Regions from separate parts of the Mus musculus genome. Here region 1 is linked to region 2. A link is a contact called in public HiChIP or PLAC-seq data. All regions are on one chromosome and are shown on one strand. The core of a region is the stretch at or near the end of the contact, and the rest is flanking DNA. Distances in the headings are between cores, read along the strand shown.

Region 1 (3,373 bases), core at 827-3,326, 670 kb after region 2:
CTGGCAATCAAAATGAGAACGACATGTCAAGGTTTAGCTACTGTGTCAGTCTGCTGTTGAGGTTTGTCAGGTGGGGCTTCGGTTCCTGGAGCTTGGGGGTTTGAGGCAGAGGTCACGAGTGTGGAGAGCCGTGCCGCGAGCAATCGCGTGCGTGCCTCCAGTAATCGCTGTGGAGAGCTGTGCCTCGAGCAATCGCCATTATAAGATGGTGCTGGCCTCCGCTGTGCCTAACTAGTAAACAAGCCTTGTACGCAGGTGCGAGAGTGAACTCACTCCTAGTCACTCCCATTCTCGGGGTGTGATAGTGGGGTGATGGGCGAGCAATGAATCAGGAGCTGTCACGCCATATCAGGTGCTGAAACGTCACGCTGCGGGCTATAAAAGCAGCGCCATTTTCCCGGTTCGGGGTCTTCCTGAAGAAGTAAGCAATAAAGCTTTTGCCACGGAAGATTCCGGTCTGTTGCGTCTTTCTTGCCAGTCGAGTGGGACGCAATACAGGAGGAGAAGAGCAAAGAGGAGGAGAAGACGCCATTCGACAGGTGAATCCTGAGAACATGGCAATGAGGGCTGGCAGCTGGAGAAAGAGTGGCCCAGGCAGAACATGCAAGTTATAACTCAGGGTTATTGACAGGCTATCTGCCCAGCTCCAGTGCATTAAGACATAAATATAAAGGTTTTGTGTCTTTTCTTTGGAAACTAAATGATCAAGGGTGGGGTAGAAACCCCATATTAACTTTTACTACAATAGTCTGCTAACAGTATTTTAACAAAAAATAAAAAGCAGAAATGAATGATCTGTTTTGAAGATGGAGATGTCTGCAATAAAGATGCCAGCAAGATGGGCTTCATTATCAGGGCTTGTGTCTTGCCCTTGTCAACTTCTCACTGTGTTCCTGCTCAGCCTTTCCCAGGATCTGCATGGTGGCAGGGCATGTGGAGGGAGAGAGGGAGGGAGGGAGGGAGAGAGAGAGAAAGAGAGAGAGAGAGAGAGAGAGAGAGAGAGAGAGAGAGAGAGAGAGAGAAGAAGAAGAAGAAGAAGAAGAAGAAGAAGAAGGAGGAGGAGGAGGAGGAGGAGGAGGAGGAGGAGGAGGAAGGAGGAGGAGGAGGGAGAGGGAGGGGGAGGAGGAAGAGGGAGGGGGAGGAGGGAGGGGGAGGGGGACAAGCTGCCACACACCTCTGGTACCTCTGCTTGTGACTTAGGGTTTCCACTGCTGTGAACAGACACTATGACCAAGTCTTATAAGGACAACATTTAATGGGGGCTGACTTATAGGTTCCGAGGTTCAGTCCATTATCATCAAAGCTGGAACACAGCAGCATGCAGGCAGGCATGGTGCAGGGGAAGCTGAGAGTTCTACATCTTGATCTGAAGGCCACTAGGGGAAGACTACTGTCTTCCATGAAGCTAGGAGGAAGGTCTCAAAGCCCACTCCCACAGTGACACACTTCCTCCAACAAGGCCACACCTCCTAACAGTGCCACTCCCTAGGCCAAGCATGTTCAAACCACCACAGGCCTCGACTTACACACAAACAAGCATGCATATATACAGATGTGCCCACACATACAAGCATGTATATATACAGATATACAACATACATGCACACACAAGAATGGAAAGAAAACACACAGCATGTACCGGTCAGCCTGTACACACTCAGCTTGCCTCCATCTTTGATTTGTTTATTTGTTGATTTCTTTATTGCTTTGAAAAAGAATACATGCCTTTCCTCCTGGCAATGCACAGAACACCTCCTTTATCTACAGCACCCTCTTAAACTCTGCCAAGAACACCACCAGGTTCTGATTACCACAAGCAGCTATGAGTGTGGCCCAAAACAAAATCATAAACTGACTTGAACCATTATGAGATTATTTTTAAAACATTTTTGTAACGTGACTGCATGGGTCTCCATGGTGAACTTTATAGGTGACAACATCACATCACAGTGATTGGACACACTTGAAGGCAGCTGAGCTCTGAGCATTTCCACCCACTCATAGAACACTGGCTGAATGTTCTATTCCCGGAACTCCTCCAGGCTGGGCCTACCTTTTGTTTTTTCTGACTCACTTTCCAGCAGCTACTCAGCAAACATAGCCCTGGGTACCATGCCAGCCAGGCAGCTCTACAGCCTGCCTGTTAGTGTCTGGCGGTACCATTGCTGCTCTGAGGTTCCATCTCATTCATGCCCACACAAAAGAAATTGGCCCGCATGCCTCCTGCCTTATCAGTAGCCACCAGACATGTCCAGAGCCTTGTAAACTGCAGGTGGCTATAAATGGAATTCTTGCCGCACACAACCCTTACAGAGCAGAACCACGAGCAGTCAGCCGGAGCTAAGGGGTACCCCACACAAGCAGTGAAGACCCTGCCAGCCCAGCCTCTTCCTGGAGAGTGAACTCTGAGTGAACGCACCTGGGGATTGATGCATCCAATCAGGAGCCAGTGGCAGCTGCCCACTCTGCTGTAACATAGCCTAACCTTGATGAAAGAAAAAAATGTCTCTTTGGGGTCTTGCTAAATTATCCGACTCCAGAGCAGGGGGACAGGGGGGGGAGGTTTGGGGGCAAATGCCATCTGCTAGGAGACTACCCACCCCCACCCCGCCCCAAGCCTCTGATTCCAAGGTAGTCCTGACACAGGAACTTTAGCCTGGACTCATGCCAGATAGAGATGAGCTAAAAACCATGTCCAACATGACTGCAGGATATAGAACCCAAAGCCAATTACTAAACAACCCCCCTGGGGGGTGGGGGGGACAAATTTCTGAAAACAGTGATACCTGCTGTTTCCTATTGAGGATCCATTAATAAAATAATAAAAATAAAATCTCACTAAATGAGCATATTTAGAGCAGTATTCCCTTCGACGGGTTGTAATTTCTATAACTCTCTCTGGAGACAGCCTTTAGCTCTGTATAGCAACTACCAGGCAGGATGCAATCTGCAGTCTGCCGGTTGCAGAGGAGATGAGTCAGCCTGCAGCAGAAAGAGTAGCAAGGACATCTTCCCTATGAGCACCACTGTAACTCAGCAGCAGTGCAGCATAGAAGCTGTGTTTCTGCAAGATAAGCTTCCCACCCAAAGAACATATCGTTTCTCTCTGCTTCAGAAGGAAGAGGACCTCGGAGGCTTCTGAACCATGAGAGAAGTAGCCAGGCTTCGAGGCAAATGTCCTCCTGAAGAGCAAGACAGACGAACACCAACTCCTCCCCAAGCTAGGTTTCCAAACTGCAAAACCCTATTTATACCCTCTAGCTCTTCGATGCAGTGGGCCCCTGGTGTCTTCAATGTTCTCTGCTGTAAACTGACTTCTCAGAACTTCCTGATGTGCCTTTACAGGCATGCAAGCCCCCCTACTGTGAACCAA
Region 2 (3,177 bases), core at 564-3,063:
CCCCTAAATATTTGAGATAAATACCTAACTATTGAATACTCTCTTTTTTTATAAAGAGAGGAAAAAAAAATGACTGCATGTCTTCCTGCCACTCAAGCCAAAATTAAGAAGTATTTGAAAATAAACTCCTACATTCATTTTCAGTGTAAAAGCCTAAGTATTTACAAAGGGAGGCCATAGCACAAAGTAGGATTGGTTTACTGAATGCCAAATCCCTGTGCTGTGAGTTCCATCGGGGCAGTGAGCAGTAGCCGGCAGCAGGATTGCTCAGCTCCACGAGTCAATGCACAGACCCACAGGGAGCTCGTCCTGAGCCTGTTTGAACGAATTACAGAACATTTACCTATACTTAAACTCCACTGTTAACAAACACAGCATGGTTTTTTGATTCTGGTTATAATCATCAATAAATGCAGAGACTGCCCCACAGAAACCATACCTTAAGGGAAAAGACTGGGCTCAAAGGCCCAGTCCTGACCACTCAGCCAGTTCCCGGCTACTTGTAGGGGAAGGTCACCTGACCTGAGAGCCAGGGTCTCCCTGGTAAGGAAGTGGCAGGACCAGTTTGTCATGGAGGTGGAATTAATTGATGAAATGACTGGACAGTACTGTGTTAAAGGCAGTGAAGATGTAGGCTCTTTAAGTCTAACATTGAGAGAGACAACCCAGCCTTCAGACTACTCGTCTAAGTAAGTTGTGTATCATCGTCCGCTGGCTTAGCAGCCACTTGGCAAGCTCAGTTTCGGTGTCAGGTGTAATTTGTCTTTAAAAATGAAGTTAAGGGCATGCACCTTAACCTTCCCACCAAAGCAAAGAGCAAAACCAAAGCACAGCGTTAACCCCTTCATGCCGTGTTTTGTTCCCGCTGACGAGCGCCCCTTTCTGTCGATGCACCATTGTGATTTTATTCTATCACATGGGTTTTCCTCTTTCCAGGCGATGAACTTTGTGAGGATCGAGTTTTCCCCATTTTTAAACTGTTGTGGGTGTCTCGTGCACAGTGTGTCAGTCAAGTGAGTGGTTGGTGAGAGGAAAGAAAGTATGTGTGGATAGAAGCAAACCATTTATGACTTACAATCTCAAGGCAAACACTTCATGAAAATGGGGACCCTATGTGCCTTGAGGGCCCCCTTTCCAAGTAGTCAGCGCTCAGTATAGTAGGAGACCCCAAAGAAATGTGCAAAGAAAAGAAAGGGCCAGCTCCAGGTGACGGGGTTAGGAGTTGTGGACTTTCTTATTGTGGTTTTGTTTTTTTTTTTTTTTCTCCAGTTCATCCCCAACCCCCACCAATGTCTCATCCCAGAGCTGGAGGCTCCCTTGGGAGAAATCCCCAGGCCTGATCCAACTCTGGTCACTTTAGATCCTACTCCTTATCAAAACTAGCTCCTGTGTCCTCTTTCTGCAGGGCTGGTCTGTGCCCCCACTCCACCCTCTACTAATTTAATGACTACACATTCCTATACTAGTTACAGACATCAAAGAGTATTGACAGGTAATATGTTCCAGTCAAGGGAATGGAAGCAATCCGCAACACTTAACCCAAAAGACAGGCCCAATAAAACCCCATTAGGAGCTGTGCCGGAGTGTCAGATTCCCCATGCCGCCTCCTCCGTGGCCCATATTGGAGCCAGCCCTTGGAAACAACAGGCTGCCTGTAGGACTCCTGATCTTATCTATCCACATTTATACTGGGCTCTGCGGTGGAGCAAGCTGTAAATGTGATAGTTGCAACACGCCCTTTAGAATACTAAATTCACTGCTGATTAAATAAAATGGCTGAGTGATCTGGAATCAGCCCCACAGAATGGACTCAGAGAAAAATGAACCAAGATCCTGGGCTTGTGCTGCAGCTGTACTCATCTCTCACTAGGTCGGATGTGATGCTAACGGGAGCTCCCACGTGGTTATTTCTCCTGTTTCCCAGCGTGAAACCCAGGAATAAAGTACCATGTATGCCTAAAGCTAGCCCCTCTTACAGAAGAGAAGGCCAGGTTTCCTCTGTTGAATTTTTCTCTTTACTTATTTGTTTGAGAGCACTCTTGAACTCTCTTTGGAGAATCAGGTCGCCCCATTTGATTCTCAACTGTGGGCAGTATATTCATGTAATGGAAAGTGTTACTAATCCTTTAAGAGCCAGTGTGAGCTACTGCTGGGTTAGAAAGATTCTAATAACTGGGCTTTTGTCTGTGATCGCTGATAACATTTTTAATTAAAGTTGGGCAGTCATTTGGTAATAAGTACAGCTGGAGCAGAGCATGCTATTGTTCTAGAACCGATGGAGTTCAAATTCAGGTTTTCCCAAACAGGTACGTGACCGAAACACTGGTTTCTGTCCCACTTTGGGACGCCATTTTCACTTTCAAGGTGTCTACCATAGTTAACTGCTACTTGAAATATTTGTAGCATTTTCCTTTAAATATATTTTCTACTCTACATGAGTGTTTTAAGGCCATAGATGGAAAACTACTCTTCCTTGTTCTTAGCTGAAGATAATCAATACAATGGAAGTTAAAGATCATTAAATTCTAATTACATAATACCCTTACTAAAAACAAACCTGCCTCCATTTATTATTAACCTGGGATTTGGACAGGCTAACACATCGGGGGCTCTGACGGATGGAAAGAGCCTTCTCCTTATTATTTCAGTGCCGGCCTATCTTTGATTAACACTGCCTTTGAAAACCTCGTTCCCTTCTTTTTGTGTCTGACTGGCTAGATCTAGACAAACAGAACAATCATGCTATTTATAGGAGGTAGGTGGTGGCTCTCTCTGCACACACCCAAGAAGTGGTTAGAATACACAAATGTGGACATGACAAAAAATCTACAATGAGTGTATGGAAGGAAAACCGCCTTGAATAAGCGAGCACTTAATACTAACGTGTTGCTGCAGAGGGCTTCTGCTTTGGAGGCTTGACCCTGTTCTGGCTGAAAGGATGCTTGATAAAGTCGGTATATAATGGGCAGTCAAGTGGATGTTAAGTCAAAGAATGCCAAGGACATTCACAAGGCTCCTAGCTGGTACTGTGCTGAGCATCCCAGGTGGGGAGTGCTGGAGAGGTTGTGGGAAACAAGATTGGGAGAGAAACTGGAAGGAAGGAATAGGTAAATTGCTGTGTGCCTGTGCAGCAGCTCGAGTATTGGGGACACAGGGTCTGTGAAACCAGTAGGTTTG

What was found. HiChIP or PLAC-seq counts read pairs in DNA pulled down with a chosen protein or histone mark.
Region 1: an H3K27ac HiChIP or PLAC-seq map of VIP interneurons shows a contact between it and region 2, with 12 times the contacts expected there. The contact joins two enhancer-like sites. A contact is called at or near these places in 1 of 39 promoter capture datasets (the SN4741 cell line), 1 of 15 datasets of contacts at CTCF or cohesin (large pre-B cells), 7 of 484 Hi-C or Micro-C datasets (cerebral cortex, embryonic stem cells, hematopoietic stem and progenitor cells and 2 more) and 4 of 115 datasets of contacts at active chromatin or transcription factors (VIP interneurons, embryonic basal ganglia, extraembryonic endoderm stem cells and 1 more).

What each region holds. Positions count from the first base shown.
Region 1 is chr1:165,102,810-165,106,182 of GRCm38.p6, forward strand. No RefSeq gene overlaps it. Among named protein-coding and RNA genes, the nearest start is that of 4930568G15Rik, 13 kb to the left of the region's middle. Within about 2 kb of position 2,077, at least 72 of the 459 cell types and tissues checked have an H3K27ac peak or open chromatin away from gene starts, as enhancers often do. A contact at or near this core is called in VIP interneurons, where this site is marked.
Region 2 is chr1:164,432,593-164,435,769 of GRCm38.p6, forward strand. All of the region lies in intron 13 of Nme7 (NME/NM23 family member 7), which reads left to right. Among named protein-coding and RNA genes, the nearest start is that of Gm39690, 16 kb to the left of the region's middle. Within about 2 kb of position 1,814, at least 15 of the 459 cell types and tissues checked have an H3K27ac peak or open chromatin away from gene starts, as enhancers often do. A contact at or near this core is called in VIP interneurons, where this site is marked.